Linked DNA regions of Mus musculus: region 1 is linked to region 2. The links are chromatin contacts, called in public Hi-C maps. All regions are on one chromosome and are shown on one strand. The core of a region is the stretch at or near the end of the contact, and the rest is flanking DNA. Distances in the headings are between cores, read along the strand shown. Region 1 has its middle 22 kb from the start of Tprg. Region 2 overlaps Gm31814 (a long non-coding RNA gene).

What was found. Hi-C and Micro-C count contacts between places; a contact is called where the count stands out from the background.
Region 1: a contact with region 2 is called in a Hi-C map of muscle stem cells, with 4 times the contacts expected there. The contact joins two enhancer-like sites. A contact is called at or near these places in 5 of 484 Hi-C or Micro-C datasets (bone marrow-derived macrophages, liver, muscle stem cells and 2 more).

Annotation. Positions count from the first base shown.
Region 1 is chr16:25,262,083-25,266,681 of GRCm38.p6, reverse strand. No RefSeq gene overlaps it. Among named protein-coding and RNA genes, the nearest start is that of Tprg, 22 kb to the left of the region's middle. Within about 2 kb of position 2,736, at least 86 of the 459 cell types and tissues checked have an H3K27ac peak or open chromatin away from gene starts, as enhancers often do. A contact at or near this core is called in muscle stem cells, where this site is marked.
Region 2 is chr16:24,245,513-24,250,224 of GRCm38.p6, reverse strand. The region is part of intron 1 of Gm31814 (a long non-coding RNA gene); the gene reads left to right. Among named protein-coding and RNA genes, the nearest start is that of Gm31814, 15 kb to the left of the region's middle. Within about 2 kb of position 2,699, at least 21 of the 459 cell types and tissues checked have an H3K27ac peak or open chromatin away from gene starts, as enhancers often do. A contact at or near this core is called in muscle stem cells, where this site is marked.

The DNA of each region.
Region 1 (4,599 bases), core at 1,487-3,986, 1.0 Mb before region 2:
GGTCTGATTTGTATCTCTGAAGTGTGTCTCAGACACTTAACTGCATAATCTGCTGCTGAAGTTAGAAGTCTGTAGCTGGGCTCTCAGCTCAGTCTCCTCACTTGCTGGGGTCTCCGAAGCTGGGTTATTCTTACTATTCCAGTGTTCTGTATCTATAAATGGTGTCAGTCTATTGAAGCTCCAAAAACACATAGCATGGGGATCATGCACTCTGATATATGTGCCATGTGAATTGCATCATCAAAAGAATGTAAACCAGCACTCAATTATTACTGGTTGAAAATTACTGAGCAATTTTAGTTATTGGTCAAAGTTTGGGACTCTTTTTTTCTTCCTTTGCTTTTTTGGGGGTTTGCTTGTTCATTTTTGTTTTGGGTTTGTGGCTTTGTGAGTATTTTGTTTTGTTCTTTTAAAAACAAACAGGAAAGGGAATGGGAAAGGAATACTTGAGATCAAATCAATTAAAAAGAAATTCAAGGCACTGTCAGAAATGGATATTTCTAGAAAATCAAGTCAAGCCTTACTTACTCTTCAAGATGGAATGAGTGAGGTCTTAAGTCCCAGCACTTCCCTGGGACAGGCAAGGGTATCTAGAGATGACGTAGCATTCTCCATCTCTCTATTCCCATCTTCATCTGTCCTTAGTGAGCTTCAGAGAGAGGTGAGCAACTGCAGCAAGAGGGGAGGAGCCCCGATTCCCACTTGAAATGATTCCAGGAAGGAAAAAAAAATGTGTAACCACCTGACTTTGAAGCATCTTTATAGATCCCAAATGTCATCCATGTTCAAATGGATCCTTATAAGTGACAATCCATTGATTAGACAATTGGTCATGCACTGTGGCTGAGGACATGGGGGAGCACCATGGTTCTCTTGCTCTAGAGTTTGCTGAGGGGAAGCGAGCATGAAATGAAGAGTTCTGCCACTGACTGAAGTGAGTAAGAGTCTCCTGTTCCACTGCCTTGCCTCTAGTCATCAAAAGCAAGCGGCTGTGGTACATTTCCATTTCCTTTAATGAAGGCTAGAACAGCCCAAAAGCATTAGCTATAGAGTGTGATATTCACTTGCTTAATGTTTATTGAACTTGGCAGCAGCCATATAAAAGAAGTCGGGTCTAGGAGCTCTCAGGGAAATAACAATGAGCCTAAGGAAGATTCATTGTGGAAGTAGTTATCCGGCCACAGGGAACACACTGAGCACTGTGGGAAAAGTCACTGAGTGAGTTAGCATCTTTGCGTGAAGGCTTCCAAGGAAAGGTGGGGGCCGGGTGGGAAGGCATGGCAGATAGTGGCCAGATGGTGAGAAGGAGGCAGTTCCGGACACAGCCTTGAAACAGCGAAGTTATGTGGGAGAGTGAGAGCAAACTGACCCTGCCGTGCAGATAGAGTGGGCAAAGCGTGAGTAAAGACAAGGAACAAGAGGGCGAATCACAGGAAATACTGCTTGGTGGGTGGGAATCTGCGGTTGGCACCAGAAATGGCATTGGGGAATGGAATCGTCTTTGCCCATCAGGAGGCCACTCACGCTTGGTCAATTATTGGTCTGAAATTTCTCACCGAAGGCAATGCCATGCAGCCAGCCGCACTCTGTCACAAATCGGGGTCCTGCAGCCATATAGCGGAAAGTTCTTGAGTACAAAGTGAAGTTTGAGTATAAAGTGTGGTTCGTAGACCGAATGCCGCTGTGAGATGTGAGGTGATGCTTCTCATAACTGCATCAGGCAATCTGTGGGTTGGGGATGACAAGTAGGTTGGAGACACCTAATGTGGGTTGATACATGGGGTGGCAGACAAAAGATGCTTAGTAGAGACTAGAGAGATGGCTAATACCAACCTTTCTCTCACAAAATAAAACTAGAAGCTAGGGATGAGGGATCTAGGTCCTGTTTGGAAACTGACCAATAAAATTGGGATGACCATGAAACTAAATGTTTAGAACAGGTCTAGAACAGGGGACTACTATCTCAGACCTGATTTATAAGTAGCCTACTGTAGGCTGGACAGTACAGTGGGCTCTAAAACCACAAAGGTGTTGATCATATTAGGTTAGAACCTCTCCTGCAGCAGGGGTTATTAAATGTGGCTCTATTGAGCCATTTGGCCTGTCAAAAAGTGTTGGCATGCACCAATCATGTGGGACATGGTGTTGAAATGACTTTTGACCTACAAACTCTGTCTTCAGTCATAACCATGATGTTTCTATGTATTTCAAATAATGACTTCCACTGATGAATACTTGGAAAGCTTATGTGCAGACAATGGAGGTCTGCCTTTTATCAGCAAACTCTGACCCCATTATATTCTGGCTTAATGCTCTAGAGCAGACCTGTCTCCTTGGTTAGGCATTTCAAGGATCCTGGGGTCTGATCCTACCTTTGTCTCAGTTCGTTCCTGTCCCTTCTTTCCCATATCCCTTATCAACAAGTCGGGTGCTAACCTAGCAAAGGGGTGTGCTCTGTATGTAGAACAAGCCTCCTCCTTTTTGTCAAAGTGACAAAGTGACAAAGGATGCTTCAAGACTCAACTCAAAGGTATTCTTCCCCATGCTACGTCTTGATAACACCTTGCACATTTTACTTTAAATGCTAGCATGCCAATTAAGTCTACTGGACTGATTGTTCCTCAAGGCCAGAAACCATGTTTATTCATTGTTGCTTTTCTATATAGCGGACCCTTTTCTAAGTGAAGAGGCTAACTCAAGCTGCAGTGCAAACTATGACCACCAGATGGCAGTAGGTGGACATTTTGTCTCTCTCCCAGCATGAGGGAGAAGAAGGGTTTGTAACAAGTGCCTTTCATCTCTGCCCTTGCAGACAAACGTGTCTCTGAAGACAGAAAGAAACCTTTGACTGGCTAGTCGGATTCCCACACCCCCGAATAAGAATAACAGGTGGCCATTGTATTCTCCCTTTCCTGACAACTCTGTCCCTTAGGCTCAACTGTATTCCATGATGCAGGAACATAGATATTTCAGTTTGATCTTCACAAGGACAAGGTGACCGTCTTCTCAGGAACTGGGAGGAATGGTCACCAACACCCACTGATGGTCAGCGTCTGTTGAGGTCCCAGAGCTTCCTGCCCACATCCATCTGTCAGACCCGAGCAACTGACAAATGTCAGACAAATATCCAGTGCTGACATTTTTTTCTAAACGTTGTTATTGTATTTTTGCTTGACATGTAATAGGTATACATATTTTTAGGCACAATAGGCGTTAGATATAAGAATATTTTGAAAAATATAAATAAATAAAAATTAAAAATAAAAAAGAACATTTTGTGTAATAATCAGTATGGTATTTTATCATATCTAAATTACCTCAGCCATTTATAATCTTTTATTGTGAGAACACTTAAATTCTTCTCTTGTGGAAGGTGTTTGGAAATACACAGAGCAATACTCACCATAGTTATACAGTTGTGCTTATAGTGACAGACAGACCGTCTTCCTTTTACCCAGTTAGGCATAGGCCAGACTCTCCCTTCCTTCGCCTCCTCTCTGCACTGTCTGATTACCACTTTCCCAGTCTACACGTATGACATCAGCTTGTTTTGATTTCTCAAACGGGTGAGGTCATCCCTGTGGTATTTGTCTTTCTGGGCCTGTCTTGTTTCCCTTAGCTATGCCCTCCAGACTCATTCACAATACTGCAAAGTTAAGAAGTCAACAAGTCTTAATGACCAAATAATATTCTTCTGGGTATAGATAGACAGAAGTCATAAACGTTCCACTGATGGACCCTACCATTGATAACAATCCCAGGCTTTCGTGAAAATCACCAGCAATTCCCTGCGCATGTGTAATACTGTGAAGCTAGTGTCTTCCCTGAGGACTTGCCAGCTTAGTTGTTGAGCACAGTGAGACAGCCCTAAGCTTGAACTTTGAAGCAGCCTAGAACCAGAATCCCTGACTTCTTTGTGTTTGCTGGTCTCTGAAGTGCCCCAGAAACCAAGGGACTCTGAAGTGATGCCCAAGCCAACCGAACAGCTCTAGAGGCACGCAAAAGTCCTCTCAGCCCTAAAGTAAAAGGGCCAAGAGTTTCCCTTCCTCGTTCCTCTATCACAGCTAGCTTACACTCTTCTCTACCCTCTACTGCCTATTGGCATGGTAACCGGGATGCAGAAAACGGGGGAAGTGTCTATTACTCTCTCCATAATTCTTGACAGTCCAGCTCCACCAGTTGTTCCCTAAGCCTATTCTCCTGGTTATTTTTTTTGGCAGTTTGACATAGCTGGAGTCATCTGAGAAGAGGAAACCTCAGTTGAGAAAGGGCCTCCAACAGACTGATCTGGAGGCAAGTCTGGGAAGCCTTTTCTTCATTGATGGTTGCTGTGGATGGACCCAGCTCACTCTAGGGAACCTTCCTCTAGGCTTGTGGTCCTGGGTGCATAAGAAAACAGGCTCAATGAGCCAGCAGCCCTTATCTATGGCTTCTGCTTCAGTTTCTGCCTGCAGGTTCCTGTGTTGGGATCCTACCTCGAACCCTTTCAATGGACTGTGACTTGGGATACATAAAGCAAACACGCCCTCCTTCCCCACTCCAAGTCGGCCTTTAAAATTTTCAGCAGCAGAAACCAAACTAAGAAAACTATGGGCTTTA
Region 2 (4,712 bases), core at 1,450-3,949:
TACATATTCTCTCTCTGTGTGTGCCTCTTGGCATCCAGATCTTTCCTTTTTATAAGGACACTGAGCATATCAGAAAAGAGCCCACTTTGATGACTTCATTCTAACTCAATTACCCCAGAAAAGACACGATTTCCAAAAAAGGTCATAGTCTGAGGTCTAAGGAGAATTAGAACTTCAACACATATTTTGAGGGAACACAATTCAACCCATTTCAAGGGAAACAGAAATTCTGCTTTATTTATTTTTGACCAAGCAGTATTGTTCTGGGCACAGACTTCTGACCAGCAGCTTGGGCTGGCACAGTACCCACATGTGCCCATACCCATTTGCTGGCCAGTAATACTCTTCTCTAAGGGACATGTGGATCAGTGTTTCCTCAATGAGATTAGGCAGTATACAGGCTAAGATTGAAGGAAGGAAAACCCACATGTTTACCCCAAACTTCAAGGGGTGGGTGACTAGCTTACTTTTTGTAGTGAGTTAGAGGAGAGAGAATAAATAGTGTGTCATCTGTGAGTCAAGTAAAGTTTCTCAGCATTGCTTGTAGAGCTATGTTCTTTCTGGTGACATGGGAGTACTCATGGGACAGAAAAACAGGCAAGGGACATGACTTTAGATGATCTATTTCTATTTGGGCCTTGGAAGGAGATGGGATGGAAGCCTTCTGGAATACATTGACTATATATATACACATACATATATATAGGCCTATGACTGCAAAGGTCTGCATGGCTTTCTGGGACTTTGTAGGGAGGGGAGAGGATCAGAAGTTGTGGCTTATGAGCTGGTGGTTGTAACTTGGACCCTGTTTAAACTTATCTCCATTTCCATCTAAGCATCCACCATCTATTCCCATCATCTATCTTTATCTCATACTCGCGCACATAGATGTCTTCTGCTTTTGTGTCTTGGAGGGAGATGGTTTTAATAGTGTGTTCCTTACTCCTTTTTTCCCCCCCTGGAAAAAAAAATGAAATCATCCATTTATTCTGTACCAATTATAAACACTAGAAAGCACAGGGGCAACAGAAAGCTTGGTCACAAATAAATACACACCGAAGGAGAAGGGAGGAGGAAACCATTATTGATTGGCCTTGTAAAATCTGCTGCTGAATCGATAGCAATTTCTGGAAATGCCAGACATTTATTTTGTGTGGCTTGGACAGCGGAGATAATAATAAACGTACTCATGAAGTGGGTCTCCTGACACTATTTCCTTGAGCCCCTTATAATAACGCTCTTGTGTAAGGAGTATGAGAGTCCGGTGAGGCAGGAGTGAATGTACTTGAACGGGAACCCCAGCTGAGCTGATCTCTATTAACGTCTCCTCTCTGCTGGATGTGGCACTCAAGTAGGCCTTCTCCATTAAAGAAAAGCAGACAGTTCATCCACATGAAGAGGTGGGAAAAATGTGTTCTCAGCCATGGACAGCTTTGGGTTCTTCTCTTGCTCAGGGAAGATGCACCATGACACAGCCAGACCCTGGTTGGCTTTTCTGAGCTTCAGGACTTGGTCTCTTACCTACACCCCACAGTTTCAATCAGAGACAGGCCAGCCTTTCCTTCTAGTAGCAGTAAATGTCCTGGAGTGGACACTTCCTCACCCCCAAGCTTCATCTTCAGCTGCTTCCCTTTCCTTGCTACAAGGCATTTGGAAATCTTGCCAGGGCCACTGAGCCTAAAAAAAAAAAAACCTCAGATGAGCTTGGGGGATCGAGGAATTGTTCAATGTGTCTCGACAGACTAAAAATAGCTACTGTCTCCTGAGCACCTACCTCACTTCAACCTTTGGGTTGTTATTTTTAAGCCCTTTTAGAGGACACTGAAGCTCATCAAGGCTAGGAAGGCCACACAAGATCATAAACCAGTTAGGAAGGTGAGGCAACTTTGACTTTAGATCTGTTTCCTATTAGTTCTCTCCCTCTCGCTTCTGCATGATTGACCATAATAAGGATAAGAAGGGTCAACCTTATGACAGGTAGAGACCATTGACTGTCTAGCATCTGGACATTATCGCTGTGAGACAAAGGGTCTCTCTGGGCTTGCATCCTTCCTAGCTGGAGACTCAGAACTTTGCTACTCTGGAATGAGGCCACATCCCTTGGTGGTGTTAGTGGACCACAACATCGAGGTATCCTTCCTCTATGCACTGGGAGATTTTAGTGCAGTTCTGTCCCAGGCAGGACTCCCTTCTGCTCAGCAGTAATGAGGAGCTTCTCTTATTGTTATCAGAGCCTAAGCACACAACCTGGATTTCTAATGAAGATCTGAAGCAACACAGATCATTCTTTTCCCTGATTTGCACCATCAACAGAAAGTCAGACAAAAACACCCCAAATTTGGCAAAAGACAGGTTTACAGACCAGAGTAAACTGCACCAGAATAAACTTTAAATTAGTCCATACCAAGACGTATCATACTCAAATTTCTGGACAGTCATTTGAAAGAGCCAGAGAGAAGCCCTCCTTGACTGTAGGAGAAAAGCAACCCCATGGCAGATTTCCCACCAGAAACCACACAGGCTAAAGAGAAGCAGCCTGATTGATGATCAAGTTCTGGAGGAAAAAACAAATGAATCTAAGCTCCCATGTCCAGCAGCAGTCACATCCCTTAGTGGTGAAGGGAGATTAAGACCTTCTCAGATGCAGGAGAAATGGCTGAGCATGAGGGTACATGCCGTGATGCCAGCACTTAGGAGACAGCAGCAGGAGGAAAACTCAGAGGCTGTGTGGCCAGCGAACTGCTCCTGAAAGAACGCCCAACAGACATTCTTTAAACAGAAGGGAATGAAAAATGACGAGGCTTGCAAATTGAGAAGGAAAAATACAGTAATCCAAAGTATGAGCAAGCACAAATGACCTGCCAAGCCTTCCAACTTGTGACTGAGGATTGAAATACAACACAGGGCGCTTTAACTCTATCCCAAACTCTAGAGAGAAGAGATGCAGTGACAAGGAAGGCAAACTTTCTATACTTAAGGCATATATTATATAATATGATATATATGTATATGTGATGTAAAACCTAGAGTGGTTATTTAAAATATTTTATAAGGTGATATATTCAAGAATAGTATAGATACAATAAAAGAAATCCCATTAAATGCTCATGGAACACTTTTGAAAGTCAGGAAAAGACAGGATAATAAAAACAAAACAAATAGAAAAAAAAGGAATGTAAGACAACTTCTATTGTATCTATAATTTTGCTGTATGCTAATGATATAATGGTATGTATGATATCAACTAAAAGGTTAAATGAAGTAAAATATAAGAGTCTATTGGTCATATGTAGTAGTACGCACCTGTAGTCCCCACAATAGGAAGGCAGAGGAAGTTGCATCTCTGTGAGTTCAAGGTCAGTCAGGCTACAATGTCTAAAGAAAAAAATGAATGAAGTAAGAATAGGTATCTACATATTTATGTTAAAAGATATGATTCTAAGTAAAATGTCTATAGGAATTCACCACAAATATAATGATGTGAAAGCAAAAAACAAAAGATGGAATATGTAAACACTGTTCAAAGAAAGCACACATCAAATAACATAGACTTTTGTTTTGTGAGACAGGGTCTCACATGACTCAGACAGTCTTCGCCGAGGATGACCCTTTTGCCTCCCCCTCCCAAGTTTCGGAATGTTAAGCTTGCTTCACATGCTGCTAAGGACCGAACCCAAGGTACTATGCATGTTTAGCAGCCACTCTGAGATATACCTTCAGTCTAAAGAGAAGGAAGGTCTTTTAGCAAAAAATTTTGCTAAAGACAGTGAGAAATAATGACAAAGAGAGTCATTTTAATAAAGAGATATAGCAATTCTAAATGTGATTATATCACATAATGTTACAAAATATGTGAAACTAGAACCTATGTGAAAAATAGACAAATCTATAATTGTAGCTATATATAATATATGTGCATGCAATATAATTGTATAATTAGATATTTCTTTTAAAATTGTTCTTAGGCTAACTTACTTTATTTGATAAGACAATCTCCAGATGCATCCATTTTGATGCAAATAACATTTCATTTAAAAAATTTTTATTGACACTTCCAAGCATGCATATGTGTTCTGATTATATGCCCCATTCAAATATACCTAATTATCTTCATTACATTTTCTTCCTTCCTTCCCCAACCCCACTTTTCCCTTTTCATGTATTCTTTTTTATTTAAACCTGTTAAGTCTACTTGGTGTTGCCTGTCTGAGCGTGGGTATGAGATAATCTACTATAGCATGGGCAACCTCTCAGCAGCTGCAGCTCTAAAGAGACTCTTTACTGCAGCAGTTGCCAATCGTTCCAAAGTAGGAGTAGGATCCCCCATCCGTGCTGGCATTTTGGCTGGCTTCATCTTGTACGGAGGTCTTATGCATGTAATTACAGCTTTTATGAGCTTATTGTATAATGGTGTTGTCTTGCCCAGCACATTTTTCTTCAGTCTTTCACTACTTCTGGATCTTGTAATCTTCCCACCTACTCTTCCATAGTGATAACTGAACCTTGTTGAGAGGAGATACGATGAATCCCATTAAAAGTGGAGTCTCATATTCTCTGCACGTTGACCAATTGGGGGTCTCTGCATTTAATCACCATTATTGTACCCACTTAGCATAGTGATAGCAGTAGTTCTTCCAGAGCTGATGACCTAGTCACTCATGGGTTCTTGACCCAGATAATGGTACCAGACACAAGTCCTACCTTGTGGAGAA